Linked DNA regions of Sus scrofa: region 2 is linked to region 1. Evidence: chromatin contacts called from public Hi-C data. All regions are on one chromosome and are shown on one strand. Each heading gives the region's core, a stretch centred on a gene start, on an enhancer-like site or on the middle of the called end of the contact. The rest is flanking DNA. Distances are from core to core; before and after follow the strand shown.

Evidence for each region. Hi-C and Micro-C count contacts between places; a contact is called where the count stands out from the background.
Region 2: a Hi-C map of skeletal muscle shows a contact between it and region 1, with 4 times the contacts expected there. The contact joins the promoter of VPS36 here to the promoter of MRPS31 in region 1. A contact is called at or near these places in 16 of 47 Hi-C or Micro-C datasets (alveolar macrophages, brain, embryonic fibroblasts and 8 more) and 2 of 2 datasets of contacts at active chromatin or transcription factors (alveolar macrophages and skeletal muscle).

Annotation. Positions count from the first base shown.
Region 1 is chr11:15,469,927-15,473,763 of Sscrofa11.1, reverse strand. MRPS31 (28S ribosomal protein S31, mitochondrial) reads left to right here and starts at 1,444. Exons shown (of 8, transcript XM_001926103.5): 1 at 1,444-1,664; 2 at 3,695-3,837. The coding sequence starts at 1,540.
Region 2 is chr11:15,733,165-15,737,157 of Sscrofa11.1, reverse strand. VPS36 (vacuolar protein-sorting-associated protein 36) reads left to right here and starts at 1,689. Exons shown (of 13, transcript XM_005668376.3): 1 at 1,689-1,866. The coding sequence starts at 1,771.

The DNA of each region.
Region 1 (3,837 bases), core at 195-2,694:
CAAGAGACCTTAAACAGGAACCTCAAAACTGAGTTCCCTCAACCATAGAACTATGACAAATAATAAATTGTTTTAAGTCATTGGGGTGATCTGTTACAGAGCAGTTGATAAATGGAATATAGAATGTTTTTGTTTTTTCCATTTTCATGGAAGGCTTGCCCAGTTAATTAGCATAGAATTTCATGAGACATTTAGCACCAAGTCACTGATGCGTATAGGGACCTATTTAAGTTGATTTGGTGCCTCTTGCTAAAGGCACTTTGTTCTAGAAAGTGCATTTCTTGGGGAAGAAAATGACTAATGAATCAATGCCAGAATAGAAGGAGGAGGAAAATCATTTTCTTTTAGGCTACGTTTTTGTTGCTTTCATAAATGATTACTCTGCGCAATTGCACAAGTTATGGTTTTTCAAAGGATAGATCTATTTTTTCTTGGAGTGTACTGACATTCCATTTTTTAAAAATTTGTGGCCAATTAGAACTACTCTATTAATTATCTTTAATGTGGTAATCATTTCATGGTGTATATGTCAAATCATGATGCACACCTTAAACTTATACGGTGCTGGACTTCAATTATATCTCAATGAAACTGGAAGAACCTCCCCCCCCCCAAGATCGCATTTCTTATAGGCAGGGAAAAAAAAAAAAGGAAAAGCATCCCTAAGTGTAACGTCCTTAGCATTGTCACAAAGGTTTTTCAGGGCTAGTGGATCTTAGCAAGATCTGCTCAACGTAAGCTGTGTTTTCAGCATCACAAAAAATTCCCCACTGATCTTGAATTTTTTTTTTTTTTTTGACATTAGGCAAAATGCTGATGTCAATATTCAACCTACAGTATGGAATTCTAAGCTACAGGTTAGGTTGCCTTGTGACTTACTAGACAGCATTTTTCACCGCGTTTATGCTCACACCCTTCCAGATCTGAGAATTCCTCACATCCTTTCTGGACCACCGTTCAATCCCTTCATAAGAGGCAGGAAAAAGCCGCATCTTTTTATTTCCAAAGCCTTTTTTGAAACATACGCATCTCATGTTTTGACTCTATGCCCAGAACAGAGACTGAAAGGAAATACTAATTTATCCGACAGCATGGCCCATGGTAACCCTTTAAGTCTCCGCGGTGGCAATCGATGATTTTTACAATACGATGAATGCTGTGATCCTCTCCCCTAAACGCCGCACCACAGGGTCAGCTCTGCGCCTCATCTTTCCCGCCCGAAAAGCAGTATTCGCAGAGTTGATGGCTCCCTCCAAGCGCTCAGCTCTCGGGTCAGGGTCCCGCCTGCAGCACCGCACCCAGGCTGACCTCATTTGACTCCACCTCCGGGACTAGAATCGCCGAGGGTGCAGTCGCTTGCAGGCTGCGGGCTCAGCGCGGCCGCGGGCGAGCCCGGAACACAGTTACCGGCCCCTGTTGCCTCCGGAACACTAGGGGAAGGAGCGCGTCAGACTGGGAAGCGGAAGTAGGAGTGGAGGGCGTGTTTGGCGGGGGACGCACCTTCGCTGCAGCGTTCCCGGTTTTAATGGTTTCTCTGCGATGCTTCCGAGGGTCTCTGCTGTCATCCCTCTTCGCCCCCTTTCCCGCCTCCCTCTGTGCTCCGGAGGCCCAGAGGCATCGGCGGCTGCCATCCTGCTGCTCGATTCTCTGCGTGGAACGGTCAGGTATCGCATTTCAGCGCTGTTGGCCCCGCAGGTCTTCAAGCAACCCCTGTCCCCGCTCCTGTACATTGTTACTTTTCTCAGGCTTCCTGGGGCCCATGTTCTGACCCTTAGGATCTTAGAAGCCTTTGCTTTATATCTGAGAAAAGGGAAATCCCAGAAAGATAAAACGACTTGCCCAAGGTCATAGCGTGCGTAGGAAACAGCTCCTGTGGCTAGGCCTGGTCCTCTGCCCTGTGCTCCTTCTACTACATACCGCGCCTCATCCCTCTTCCCACTTCCCATTTTATCCAGGTTCCAGAAAGCGAAAGGGTTTTTTTTTGTTGTTGTTATTTATTTAGTCTCCCAAGACTGTGATGATGTTACCTTGATTTTTGAAAGCGCTTACCCCCCGGTAACACAGTCCTGCCATCACAGAGCGTATAGTTCCACAAAGTAGGCAGTTCAAGTATAGTGGAGTGCTGGCTGAGATAGTGGAGGTGGCACAGAATTAATTGAACAAGTAATTGCTGGATGAGCAAATAAAGACGCCTCATCATCGTAGGAGAGGTTCAGAGTATAATTTCTAGAGAAGAAATATGATAAAATCTGAAGGAGGACCAAGGGTTGGAGTTAGCCAGGCAACAAAAAGATTTGCAGCATACTTGATGTTGGTACGTATTCTCTGAGAACACTCACGTTTGTGAAAACAATTCTACTGCATATATATTCCATATAGAAAGATTGGGGGCCAGTTTGGCTAAGTACAGCCCTGAAGCAGGTTAGGAGCAGTGGGGATGGGAAGAAGTAACTGGATGGAGGAGAAGAATTGCACAAGTGAAACTGCTAGGATATCACATGATGACATAAGGGTAGGAGAGACAGCAAAGATTTCAGCTGGCTGCCTTAGAGGATTAGGGTGCCATTAATGTTAACAAAAGAAAGCTTTTAAAATATGTCAATTTTTAGAATACAGAAATACCTGCTTATGGCAAGAGGCCCCTGAATATTCTTTTCTGTTCCATTTTAGCTTAGCTTACAAATGGTGATTAGTTAAATGGCAGGTAGCTCAATGAGGAAATTAATTAGAATCACACCCAGGAATTTTTTTTAAAGAAAGTAACCTTTTTTTAAAAAAAATAGGAGTTTCTTTATTGTCATATTGTTTTTTATGACTTTTTATAGAGCTGTTATATTGTGTTAAGAGTAAGGATGTGGGAGTTTCCATTGTGGCTCAGTGGGTTACTAACCTGACTAGTATCCATGCGGATGCCGGTTCAATCCCTGGCCTTGTTCAGTGGGTTAAGGATTCGGGGTTGCCATGAGCTGTGGAGTAGGTTGAAGACAAGGCTCAGACCTGGCGTTGCTGTGGCTGTGGCATAGGCCTGCAGCTGCAGCTCCTATTCGACCCCTAGCCTGGGAATTTCCATATGCCACAAGTGCAGCCTTAAAAAAAAAAAAAAAAAAAAAAAAAAGAGTAAGGACTTGCTGGTTTGTCAGTTTGAGGTTTGAGAATAAGAAATTGAAATGTATTAACTATATCAGTGTTTTGCAAGGTTTTTTAATGTCATGGAACACATAGACAATGAGATTTGTACCAAACCTGAGGGAACACGGAGGGAAGCAACAGACAGGAGCACCAGCAGCCTGGGCCTCACTCAGACACCCTGAGGACCAGGTGGTCAGTATCTCAGCAGGCCTGTAACTCATTTGTGGCTCACTAGTGTGCCTTCAGCTTTAGTGAGCTCTCAGCTACATGACCTTGGGTAAGTTACTTCTCTGGTTTCCAGTTTCCTTATTTGTAAGATGGGGATAATATCTACCGTATGGGTTGATATGGGTATGAGAAAATGTACATAAAATGTTGCTCAACACTAGGCACATGGCATACATTCAATAAATGTTAAATTGCTGTCCTTATGGTTGTGAACAACAACAATAAGCAAAAGCAAAGGGTTTGAATTGAAAAAATTTAAAAAACATAGAAGCAGCATTTTGAGCCCTGACTTTATGATTTTGCCCTGTATTTCATTTTTTTTCTTTAATCTTTTCAGGACAGAAAATAATATCCAAAGATATTTTGGCACTAACAACTTGGTCTATAGCAAGAAAGATGAGCAGTCTGGTCCAACCTGTGAGATTTCCAAGGAGACAGAGAGCAAAGGCAGTGTAAAGGAGAATTCGAAAAAAGACTTGC
Region 2 (3,993 bases), core at 440-2,939, 260 kb before region 1:
TCTTGTGCCCCTCACGCTTCACTCCCCTCTCTTAGCTTTGCTTCCTCATCTGGGAAACCTGCAACAGTCCAGAGAATCTTCGCAGGTTGCCACCACAGAAATCAGTGTCTGGACCCACATTCTCTGCTCTCCTCTGATTAGAAAGCTCTCTGACCCTCTCCGGTGCGCTCTTCTTTCACTCAGCGAGGTCCCTCCATCAAATCCCCCACCAATCACTTATCAGGTTTTTGACTTCGATCACTGCTCTCAGCAGTCACACATATTATTTGTTCCGCCTTAAAAACCAACCAACCAACCAACCAACCAACCAAACTCTCTGGCAATCTCACTTCCCCTTCTGCTTCTGGGCAAAGAAACCAACACATAAAAACCAAACCAACCAAATTCTTCCAAAGGCTCGTCTAGTTCCCTGCCTGTAAGTCCTCTCCTCTTTTTCTCTTTTAAAAAAATCACTCCACGAAGATGGTCTTCCACCACCCCACTGGACCCACTCCTGCCAAGGCCACCAAACATCCACAGGGTAAAAGCAGTGATCAGTCCCCTGACCCACCCGTCCTTCCGCCTGTACCCTCTTTCCACTTGGTTTCCAGGATTCCACACCCTCCTGCTGTCGCCCAACCTCCCCAGCAGCTCCACCTCCTTTTCTGCACCCTTTCCTCCCCTGACCTGTGTTACTTTGGTCTCAATGAATTGTCCCATGTTCCTGAGCAATTTTGTACAGTGTGAGCTGTTAGCTTCAGGGAGATGATTTCCTTTGGATTAAAAGATAATCAAAGAATAACAGATATTCAGAAATAGCCTCATCCACACACACACACAAAGGAAACAAGAATAAACAGTTGAGTGGTAAAAAAATTTACAGAAGGGATAACACTCAATGTAGTCAAAGCGACTTGGCCTGGGTAAAGACTGACTTGCTGGTGGCAGCACATCCTAGCTAAATAAGTCCCCAGTATGTAGCAGGGTCTCTTTAAAGCTGTAATTCTACTTTGGGAAGACACTTTAAGAAAATAATCCTAAAGGGGAAAATGCATTTCAGTTGCAGAAGTACAAATATAGGTGCTTCATTTATAATGTAAAATATCTAAAGAAATGAAAGGGACAGCAGCAAGAGGCCCAGCAGATGGGAGTAGCACTCAGGGACCAGTTTGTGGGGACCAACCCACAGGTAAATTTTAAGACATCTACACACTGAATATTATCTGGAGTAAATTCATGAGGTCTATGTTAATGCAAGTGTTTAAATAAAGATGATTTTAATGGGAAAAAAGAGGAGAGCACAAAATAAGTACTTATACACTGACTGAAGCTATGTGAAAAGAATTCAGGTCATAAATATTCATTAGGGAAAAAAGTCATCATTTACAGCTTTGAATGAATATGACAGCATGCTGGGCACTGAGAAGGAAATGGCACAAATATGCAGGAATAATGCACAATAAGGAGGTCCAGGCTGCAATCTGGGCTCCCTCGAAGTCCTTTGTAAGATCTGGGTTTGTGCCCCATCTGGACAAAGGATGGGGTGGAAGTTCCCCCCGGGCCATTGGCGGATGTACCACCAGAGGGCGCGCCAAGCTTGTCTCCAGGTCTCCGGGCGCCCTCCCGCCCCCCGGCGGCGCGCGCTCCCCAGGGCGGCCGGGCTGGACCTCTCCCTCCCTGCCGGCCTCCTCTCCGCCTGCCGCCAGAGGGCGCCGCAGGCTGCCCGGCGCTCGGCTGGCCGCCCCGGAGCGCCAGCGCGGGAGTGAGGCGGGGGCCGGCCAGGCGGCGGCCATGGACCGCTTCGTGTGGACCAGCGGCCTCCTGGAGATCAACGAGACCCTGGTGATCCAGCAGCGCGGGGTGCGCATCTACGACGGCGAGGAGAAGGTAGGGAGGCGGCCCGGGTCGCTCCCCGGCCCCCGGCTCGACTCTCGGCGCCGCCCCCGCCCGCCGGAGCCCGTCCGGCGCTCGGCTCGGCCCGACTTTGGAACGGCTCCCGGGGACGCGGTGGGTGGCGGCCCCTCCGGCCCGGGAGAGACTCCTTCGGGCCGCTCGGAGGGCGCGGGCCGAGCGCGGCGCGGTCTGGGAACCCGGATTCAGCGCCCCGATCGCGGCGGACGGGCGGCGGGCAGGCCGGTTCCGCCCTCGTCGGGAGGCCCCGGGTCCTGCGCTCGCGAACCGGGCGTGGCTTCGGCGCTGGGACCTGGGGGCGCCCGGGGGACTCCCGGCTGTCGCGGCCGGAGCGTCTGGGGGACGGCTTTGGAAGGACCTCGAAAGGAGGTGTCAGCCTCTCCTTGGGACGCCTTGGCCAAAGGCTCTGCGGGTTTTTTTGGGGGGAGGGGGTGACCTAAGAAAAGGGTTTTGATGATTTGCTTTGTACAGCGATGTAGTAGGCCATGCCTGGTCACCCGAGCTTAAACCTTAGGAGATCTGTTTGCAAACTGAGAGGGAAAAATACTGTGTAAGACATTCCCTGGAGACTTCTCTCAAACTGCAAACTGTCATCCTGTTCTGGGGAAATGTATAAGCTGGAATTAGGAAAAAAAAATTTAAAAACCCGTTTCCTCCCCAGCGTTTTTCGTTTGCACAAGTTTTCCCTGCACCCTCTACTTCCTTGCAGTTTCGTTAGAGGAACTTCCTGTTGTACTTTTGCATGGGTTCCTGGACTCAGCTTTTCCTGATCATGCTTTGCAGAAGCTGGAGGCCTCCTGCCTTGAAGGTAGCAGAGGGCCTGGGTCACAACCTTCCTTCGGAGGCAAGGCTGACGGGACCGAGGGCCCAAGGTTCTCTGCCTCTTGGAGGGCATTGTTTCATATTTCCATTTTGGAGTCAAAGTCTTTTCCTTAAATCATTTCGTTGGCCTCAACTCTGTTTACTGCTTCAGTCCTTTCATTAATTTGATCTTGTATTGGGCTGGCATCTTTTGGTTGGAGCAACAAGCTAAAGGTTTTTGGGTTTTCAAACCGAGGTTACACCTTTGGAACTCTTGTCGTAAATGGGAAACAAATCAACCCCCCTCCCCAGCCCTGGCCCTCGGGGAGCTGGAGGTTTTCCCCACCCGCCCAACTGTAATTCTGGACATTGGCAGGTTGGTCTTCAGAGACTCCCCAAGCCTCTCCCTGCTGGCAAGTCAGGCTTTTGCAGAGCCACAGGCTCTGCCCTTTTCTGGAATTCCAGTATGCAAATTAGAATACCTTGGCTGGCACAGAATTTAACTGTGGTATCTTCAAAACCAATAAAAAAAACAAAATCGTTTGTACCTTTGTATGAAAAACCATTGTTGAACCAGCACATTCTATTTTTTCTTTTACTTTTTTTTGCTTCTTGTTTTAGCAGACAAGTAGATATATGTATCAGAGGATTAAGAAAATGTCATGGGGAAAACTTAGTTGATCTAGTTAAGAATTTTTTTTATAACCATTTTTTAAACTTGAAGTATAGGTAGTTTACAACGTTGTGTTAGTTTCAGGTCTACAGCAAAGTGATTCAGTTGTACATACACATGTGTAAAGATAGATGTGTATTCTTTTTCAGATTTTTTTCTATTATAGGTTGTTATAAGATATCGAATATAGTTCCCTGTGCTATACTGTAGGACCTGGTTGTCAGTCAGAAATTCCTAACTGTTCCGGAAGCTGGGGCTGGTGAGGGAGGGCCTAGGTGTCTTGAAATCAGGCAGGCTGCCCAGCACTGTGGTCCCCGGGCTGGATCTGCTCAGTCATCTGCAGAGCTGCTCCCAGTGGGACTGAGGGCCAGACTGATTCCCGTGGAAAGTCTTGTGTCCTGGCTTCCTCTCTCTGCTGGAGGGCAGCCAGACCTCACGTGGTCTGAGGACTCTCTCTCGGAAGCTGAGCTGGTTCCCTTTCAGCATCTTTCATTGGCTCCCTTCTCTAACTTCTCAGCTTTGCACCCAGTACGTTCCCCAGGCCCGTGTGCACAGGGCTGTCTAAGAGGCCATTGGATGCTGCCTACTCACCCTTGTATCTTTCTGGCTCATCCTGGGTGTGAAATACA